Regions from separate parts of the Mus musculus genome. Here region 1 is linked to region 2. The links are chromatin contacts, called in public Hi-C maps. All regions are on one chromosome and are shown on one strand. The core of a region is the stretch at or near the end of the contact, and the rest is flanking DNA. Distances in the headings are between cores, read along the strand shown.

Evidence for each region. Hi-C and Micro-C count contacts between places; a contact is called where the count stands out from the background.
Region 1: a contact with region 2 is called in a Hi-C map of the N1E-115 cell line, with 2.8 times the contacts expected there. The contact joins two enhancer-like sites. A contact is called at or near these places in 22 of 39 promoter capture datasets (the 3T3-L1 cell line, 3T3-L1-derived adipocytes, the C10 cell line and 14 more), 9 of 15 datasets of contacts at CTCF or cohesin (CD8 T cells, the G1E-ER4 cell line, the NIH/3T3 cell line and 4 more), 184 of 484 Hi-C or Micro-C datasets (3T3-L1-derived adipocytes, the 63-12 cell line, the AML12 cell line and 96 more), 21 of 115 datasets of contacts at active chromatin or transcription factors (the HPC-7 cell line, the NIH/3T3 cell line, T-cell acute lymphoblastic leukemia and 15 more) and 3 of 9 other capture datasets (adipose tissue, embryonic stem cells and embryonic tail).

What each region holds. Positions count from the first base shown.
Region 1 is chr15:58,013,341-58,017,547 of GRCm38.p6, reverse strand. No RefSeq gene overlaps it. Among named protein-coding and RNA genes, the nearest start is that of 9130401M01Rik, 19 kb to the left of the region's middle. Within about 2 kb of position 2,112, at least 50 of the 459 cell types and tissues checked have an H3K27ac peak or open chromatin away from gene starts, as enhancers often do. A contact at or near this core is called in the N1E-115 cell line, where this site is marked.
Region 2 is chr15:57,588,670-57,592,935 of GRCm38.p6, reverse strand. All of the region lies in intron 3 of Gm35682 (a long non-coding RNA gene), which reads left to right. It overlaps Gm35771 (a long non-coding RNA gene), which reads right to left. Exons shown (of 5, transcript XR_384110.4): 2 at 4,155-4,236; 3 at 2,319-2,391; 4 at 1,444-1,592; 5 at 109-199. Among named protein-coding and RNA genes, the nearest start is that of Gm35771, 12 kb to the right of the region's middle. Within about 2 kb of position 2,830, at least 46 of the 459 cell types and tissues checked have an H3K27ac peak or open chromatin away from gene starts, as enhancers often do. A contact at or near this core is called in the N1E-115 cell line, where this site is marked.

The sequences.
Region 1 (4,207 bases), core at 863-3,362, 430 kb before region 2:
AGTCAGTGACTAAGAGGTCTGCCCTACATCCCCAGGGAAAGGAAGGCCCTAACCCTAGTACCTTAGAATGTGACTATTTCGAAGCAAGACCTTTAAATCCACGGTATCAAAATCTATACTAGTTAAGAGTCTCCACAGAAACAGAACCAAGAAGAGAGAAGAGGAAGAGACGGAGATGGGGAGAAAGACAAAAAGAACGAAAAGGCCAATAAAAACACTGGATCACATGATAATGGAGACTGGCAAGTCCCAAGATCTTCAGGCTCCTTCTTCAAGAGCCAACAGTGTAGTTTCTAGGTGTAGGCCACAGGCTCAAGGCCAGAGAACTGTTTTAGGTCAGGTTAAAAAAGAAAAAAATTAGCGCTTTAGGTTGAAGGCCAACAGACTGGAGGAATCCTGTCTCGACTGTGGAGGGGTGGCTCTTTCTATTGTGTTTGGCTTCAGCTGACTAGATGAAGCCCGAGCACAGTAAGAAGGGATCTCTGCTTTCCCACGTCTAGCAGTTAATCCCATCCAGACACACCTAGGATGATGTCTTCCCAGTTAACTGGGCATCCCACAGTCTAGTCATGTCAACACATAACATAAACCGTTAAAGCTCACCCGCTTATCATCTTGCTCCCATTTCCAGCTCCTTAAACTCCCACTCCAGTTTCCGTTTCCACGAGTATACGCGGAAGGGTATTCAGGGACATGCATGGTGAAGTAATCTTGTGGGTTTCCTTTTCCTTTTTCTTTTTTTTGTAATTGTGAGTGACAAAATTCCTATTTTAAAAAAAAAAACCTTTAAGGGAAAAAGACTGTGTTTTGGATTTTAGAGGTTACAGGGTATAGTAAGCTGGTGTGGTTTCTGTGAGGTAAAACATTACAGTGGAAGGATATGATAGAACAGCCTTATGGCAGTCAGGAAGGAGAGAGAGAGAGAGAGAGAGAGAGAGAGAGAGAGAGAGAGAGAGAGAGAGAGAGAGAGAGGCTGAGGCCAAGGCAAGGTACTCCTTCAAAGCCATGCCCTCTGTTAGTTGCTCTCCTATGGCTGTGACAAGAAACCATGATCCAGATAACTTCTCGAGGGAAGTTTATTTGGATTATGCTTCCAGATGGCAGAAAGAAAGGAGGAGCAGCCATGGTGACTGAAACAGCAGCTGAAGGTTCACGTCTTACACCGCAGGCCGACAGAGAGCAGAGAGCATGCTGGGAATGGTCCGAGGCTCTCCTGGTGCCGTACATCCTTCAGTGAGGTCAAGCATTGGTTGATCATAGCCCGCCTGGAACCAATCACGTGAGGAAAAGCCTGACAGAGATACCGAGAGGTGTGCTTTACCAGTCTCCTCTGTGCCTTTTGGTCCAAGCTAAGGATCACCACAGGTGGTGTAGGGCAGGAGCCTTCTGGGACTCAGGTGGTAGCTTGAGCTGTGACTCCAGATCTGTAAGAGTATAAATTGCTTGCTGTTGAGGTGCCCCAGGCATGGTATTTATGGCACAGTAGTTCCAGGCCTGTCCTGTCCCCTGGGAGGACATGTTCACACCCTCTTTGTTCCTCTCCTGCCCATTTGGCTAGGGATGTACCATCTTCCCTGCCTTCAGAGTTTGCCTGGCTTCTTTCTCTGCACCCGTGGGAAGCCAAGGGAGAGGCCTGGACCGTGCTGCTCAGGGGAGGCAGGAGACCTGATCTCACCTATGTCAGTGCGAACCTCTAGAAATCTGTTTCCAAGCCAGGGTCCCCAGGGTAGAAGGCAGAGACTCTCTCTCCGGTGGGGAAGACAGCGAAGTGGTCCTCCCTCAGCCCTGTGCACACGTGGGACCACTGTCCTACTGGCTGTCTCCTCAGGACTTCTGTTCAGCACACTCTGAAGCGTGGCCCAGCCTCCTTCACCCCCTCTGCAGAGGAAGGATGGCTGGGTGCTCTTAGAAGAACCAACCACATCTGCCTTGGAGCAACAGTGAAGAGGGGTTGCATCTCTGCTTGCTACCTCGAGTGTGTGCAATGTTTACATTCCTAATGACAGTTTTTTTTGACACACAACACTCTCGAGGAGGAAGCTGAGAAAGTGACTGGCAGTTTCTCTGTGTCCAACAGCATCTTGGATCAAGTCCAGAGAAGGGAGCGTTTGAAGAAGCTGCTCTGTCACGTGGATGGTGGGCCGGCGGGGCAAGCGGTGAAGGCACACAAAGGTGGAAGTTCCTTGGCTTGTCCTGTTGAAGCAGTCTTGGGGTGTCACAATGGCCCTGCAGGAATGAGGCTTCCCACGAGCACTCAGCTGAGGAGCCGTGGTGACACACGGGGTCTAAGCAGGGCATTGCTACTACCCTGCTGGGGCCGGTGGGGACACTGATGGTCTCTGGGCTCTGACAGTGCAGGTGGAGCAATACACGATCAGTGTTGTATGCAAACCAGTGACTGTAATGGGCCACTCCAAGGAGAGAGAGGAGGGGTGGGGGAGAGAGATAGAAGATTATAGAAGCATATGGTCATTAGCAGCCACCATGATGTCCGGGCAGTGTGGACCTTCTCTTGGTTAAAGCACTCCCTTCTCTTGGGTCCTCTACAACATAAAAATCCTGCCATTTTCTTCAGGTCTTTCTGGTAACCTTTATAGGGGAAGTACTGCCTACCATCCCTGGATCCTCAGAGCAGAGAGATGTGCCCACTGGGAATGTACAGATGCCATTGTTGAACTTCACTCAGTGGTAGTGACTGTCAGTTAAGGACCGCTCCAGCCACAGGTCCCTAGTGAGGGAAAGCCACAGGTCATTATGACCCCAAGTGGAACTAAAACTAGCAAGAAAACAATAGGGGGTGGGGGATGGGTGTGTGAGCCTTTGTACTCTGTACTGTAAAAATGCATCTACATTCCCTACTGTAGAACAGAAGCTGAACATATACACTATATTAACACCTAAGCATTTACACTGTTAGTGCCCCACGTGTTCTGAGTTAACTCGGCTTCTAGATGGTATAGATGGGGTTGGGACCAGCAGACACGGACGGTATGCAAAACTCCAAGAGTGCGGGGTTTGGAGGTGATGAGAGGGATTTGGGCACAAGCCTCAGAAATGAGTCTGAGAAAAATCCCAGTGCCAGGAGTGGGGTACTCCCCTAGAAGCTATTGGCCAGAGAGTCCCCAAAGCCTCCCCAAAGCATAGGTTTATTGCCATTGCCCACAAGAACTAGATGGTACGATCTTAGTGCTGGTGGCACAGTGCACTTTTGGTTTCTTAGGACAGATAAATCAAGCTGGAACTGACCTGAAGATTTCTTCCCTGCTGGCTCGCTCTCACGGAGCTGAAAGGTATGTGCAGGCTGCAGGTGGTAAGGGTGAGGGAGAAAAGAGACATCGGCTATACCCGTGGCCAACCCTGCATCCTATTAAGGATGTGCTCATTGGTGCAATAGAAGCACAAATGTACAGGGGTAACCAACTGCTTTTGGATTGGATTTGAAGCCTGCTCCATGGGAAGTCATTCATGCCTGATACCATAAATTTTATCAAAGTCAAGACCATAGACCTAAGGCCCTAAGGCTTAGGGAAAACCTACTGCCGTTTTTTTTTGTTTGTTTGTTTTGTTTTTGTTAAGTGGTCATATTGTCATGCTGCATTCTAACTGTTGATGTTTATAGTCATAAATCAGAACTACCTTCAACTTCTCTCTGCAGCGGTCATCAATAAATGCAGAGACTTCTAACTTTTCAAAGTGCTGAGAATAAAATGCTATCAAGTGCTCAGCCCTAAATGGGACATTTACACACACACATACACACACGCGCACACACACACACACACACACACACACACACACACACACACACACACACAAGGCTCAGGTAACATCATAGAAGAGGAAGCAGGAAGAATACAAGATCCAGAGGACAGGAAGAAGTGCTATGAAATGCTGTCTTCTGGACGTGGCATGACCAGTTCACCCATGAACTCGCTGTCGCTATGACTACCTGCACAAGACTGGTATAAGATCAAGCCAGCAAGAATAGCCAACATTCCAACAGGTATCTCCAGGCAGACTCAGTGAGAGCTGGGGTACGGATGATCAAATTGCATGTTTATATGTTTAAAATTGTCAAAGAATAACTAAAAACATTCTTTACAAACTATGGCTGACTACTAGATCAAAGGGGGCAAGACTGACGTCCTGAATGGCTGCCTTTGTCCCCGTCTCCCTGGAAAGCTTGCTGAGTGGAGATGGTGTGCTA
Region 2 (4,266 bases), core at 1,581-4,080:
CAGGTATGCATACATGCACAACACTCATGTACATACGTACATACACACATATACACGCACACGCGTGCACACACACACACACACCACACCACACAAAAAACTTGGCGGCTTACAGCAGTCATGATTTATTACTGCTGGGTAGTCCAAAAGGTCCAGGCAGGGCTTGATGGCCAGGTCTTCCATTGTAGGTTGTATATACCTGGTAAATAGAAACAGCTTTGTATAGATGACAGATGACCAATTAGAAGGACAAGCAGAAGCTGTCAGCTTTCTGTTTGATACTACTTGATGGAGACTTAGTGATTTATTTCATGTAATTAATTGGCTGCATTGGGGTAAAGTCAAAGCTTATTGGAGTTAAGAATAAAAGGGACTGAATGACCAACCCAGTGTTTTACAGCCTAAACTCATCCAGAGTCAGAAGAGAAATTAAAGAAAGGTGGAGTAGCCAGTGTTGACATTCTCTACCGTATATGAAGTGATGAGGGATGGGAGAAACCAAAGTGAGTGATGAGAAGGTTGGGTAAAGTGACTTCAAATGGGATTGCTTGTCTCACAATGAGGCACGAAGGAGAAATGACTTGGAAGAAACAGTGTAGAAGAGCAAATGTCTCTGTCCCCACTCCAGACCACGAGGCTCAGGGTTATGGAGGGGTCAACTATTACTCATGCTTGAGAGGCCTGTGGGACAGAGACAGATATGCTTTACGGAGAGGGAGCTGATGTCTGGGATGTACAGGGAAGAGGTGAGGATTGAAGGGGCATTTGCTGCTGAGGGCTTGGTCTCTAGAGGAGTCTGTTCAAAGGGGATGGGAGAAGATCAGGTGTGGGTGGTGTGGATTCATCAGAGGTTGCAAAGAGAATATCTGTCTCTACGACAATGGGAATCATGAGGAACCATGACAATCCATCATGTAACGATGGTGGGATTAACTCTGGATGGCTGTCATCAGCCTAACGAGTATGGCTCAGCATTCACCATGAAACTGCTCAGTATGTGGCTTACAGGGTTGAGATGTGAACTGGGCCAAGATCCTGGTAGGTATCTCACTGACGGTATTTATAGGTGGGCCTTGGGGGATGTCTTCTTGTATGTTAGATGGGGCATCAGAGCTGTGTCTAGATGAGAATCATTTGTGTGTGGGACTCCTCCTTGGTGGGAAGAGAAAGCCTTGTCATTGCTGAAGGTCCGGGTAGATAGTTCTCATGGTTCCTGTGTGTCATTAAAGTGTTCTGTTTGGAGCAGTGTATAGTCTGAGGCCATATCAATGTCAGAAGTGAAGTCCTACCTCAAGCTTTCTGATTTTGATGTCAGCTCCACTACTCTGAAGGAAGTGAGATGGCCTTTACACCTTAATGTAGGAAAGAAAAATGGCTGAAGGAAACTAGAGAAGAAAGGAGTTGACGGCTTGCTAGGTATACTAGTGATTTTTGTTTAGTCACCTTATAGGAGAATGACTCTTGTCTAAGCTTCCTAGTAGGCACAGAGAAATTCAGCCACATTGTCGTTCCTGAACAATTGGGGTGAAACAGTGGAGGGTGGTGGCATCACTCCGTCACGTGTTCTGGCAGAATGCTTGGTGCTTGACAATCTAAGAACAGAGGAAGAGAGGTACGGGGCCCAGTAACTCCCAGCTGACCCTTAGACTGTAATGAATTTAACGGTGCTCTCCAATGTCTAAGCTCTAAGCCCCTAATCCTGTGACATTATGTGGGATCAGGGGCTGTATGGGTGTAAATGAACATTTGTTTCTAAAGGAAATCAACACGAGTTTAGGCATGGCCTGTAGCCAATGGGCGAGATTTTTATAATAGAAGCAGGACCAAAAGGTTGGTGGCTCAGAAGCCAGGGAGACGACTCTGTGAAGAGGGTGCAGGCTCTGGAATGATGCTGTGCCAAGCCTGCCAAGCCAGGAGCTTTCCCAAGGCGGAAGAGGCAAGAAAGGAATATTCTCCAGGGCCTAGAAGGCAGTGCAGTGCTGCTGATACTGCTGACTTTTGGCTTCCAGAATAGTGAGAGAACACAACTTTGTTATTTTAAGCCACAGTTTTTGATAACTTGTTATGACAGCCTAGGAGTTTAATTCCGTGGAGGAGGTCTGGAGCCTGCACTAGCTGCTGGATTAGCAGGGACCTGGATGAAGACAGGCTTTGGCTGGGTGCCAGCTTGTTTCCCACAAATGATAGGAAGGGTCTCTCTGGGTTCCAGGACTGTACGGATGCATCTGTCTCTCAGGAAAGATTCTCCTTGCCCCTTGGGAGGTCACGCATCTGAGGTCTTGTCACCAGCCACCAGTAGATGAAAGCTGTCCTCTTACCTTGGCAGGAGAAACCCAGAGAGACTGGGCACTTAGCTTCTAGCAACACAGCTTGAAGGAGGGTTCCATTAAACTGGAAAAACAAGAGAGGCTTTAGTTAGTAAGTTCCTGCTCATTCCTGCTATCTGGAGGAACAAGGGTTCCGAAAAATTTTAGATCAGATATATAAGACAAGAGTGACCTTTTGGTTATAATTTATCCCACTTCATCATCTTAGCACCCTTCACGTGGCAGTGAGATGCAAAAGGCATTTTGTTTGGAGCCATGCTACGGTTTCCAGCCTGTGAAGAAAGCATCGTCAGGTGCCAAGGATGTCCTGTGTGTGATTAATTGCTAGGCTGTGCCAGCTTGCCAGGGTGAAAGGGAAGATGCAGACTGGCAGTGTCAGGTGGACTGGGACTTAGGTAAATTACATAACTGTCCTTTGCATTCTAATCTGTTCAGCTCCCACCTGCTATTCTGCTGAAGGGACAAGTGAGATCCACGGTTCAGGATGCTGCAGTGTGCAAAATGCTAATTGGGTTCTGTAGACAGTAAAGTGGCACAGAGGGTGTGCCTCTCCGGAGGAGAAAGGAGGGGAGGGGGCCTCTCAGACTTGGAGGTAGGAAGAGTCTAGCTGACTGAGCGGGGGGGGGGGGCGCCCTCCCCCCCCCCCCCAAGTGCACATTTCTCCTCCTGGTCCTCTTTACTGATTTCTATTATGGCCTTTCTCAGTGAGCAGTGGGAGGACCCCCACAACAGTGGTGTGTGTGTGTGTGTGTGTGTGTGTGTGTGTGTGTGTGTGAGACGGCCATAACAAAGAGGATCAAGGGTTCGTCTATACCGGAAAATGCTATTTTAACAAGTGCTTCCGTCTCTGGAGAAGTACCATTCAGAGTCTCCAGTTAGACACTGGAGATTGGTCCGTGCACAGAGACTCTGAGCTTGACACTCAGCAGATGTTCAGAAGGCTTTGTTAATTGAATTCAGTCTGTGTTATATCCAGCTTGTGGCAGATCTGGGTCTCCAGATCACTGAACTTTGCCTCCCCTCCCCCGCCCCTGGTTTCATGTTGCTGCTAGACTGACTAACCATAGCCTCCAGGAAGGCTGCTTTGGCACTCTTGGAAGTTCTATGTTGCTATGATACAGTCTTGCAAAGAGCAGACTGCTCAGAAGTGAGGCCAAGCACTGTTTAAGTTGGGTGAGTAAAAGGGATGCTGCTTCATGGATCACCGTTGTTAGGTGACCATAATATTCATAACGGAGATGCCTTAATAACGCTTTGTATACACGTATTGTACACAAATTTTAACTTTTAGTGGCTTATGTAGCCTATTGGTATTTGACTATGAAATCATTTTCTCTTTTAATTCACATTTCTGTCTGTCTATAAGTTGCCTATATGAAGAGGGTAAACAGGTAAATATGCCTGTATATATTATTTATCAATATGCCTATATATCTATTCGCTAATAATTTATCATCTGTATATGTATCTATCTGCCTGTGTCCATCACTATATTGACTAAGAACTTGAGCAGAATTTTAAAGTATCTCTTCAGAGTATGTAAAACTCTTGCAATAACCCAGATGTGGGATGGAAGCCATAATCCTAAACACTTGTTATGAGAACTTGTAACTCTCATGTTAGTTATTTTAGAGTTTGCATTTCCCCAATTTATTTGCAGTGTTGTTTTGAAACTCATTACCTGTTCATAATATTGTATCTAGTTTAGTCCATAGGCACAGAGAGCTTAACCTTGTTAGGTCATTGTCTTTACATGGTTCAAGGTGAAAGCTTGAGGTTCTGGAGTTAGATAGAAAAGGCTATTTGGACTGGATGGACCCAACTCACTGTTGACGTCAGGATAGTAGACCCAGAGCAGACAGAGCAGCACATGCCTCCCACGTGGTGTCTCGGTTATGTTTGTAAAGGTCTACAGAGAAAATGCCATAGCATCACATAA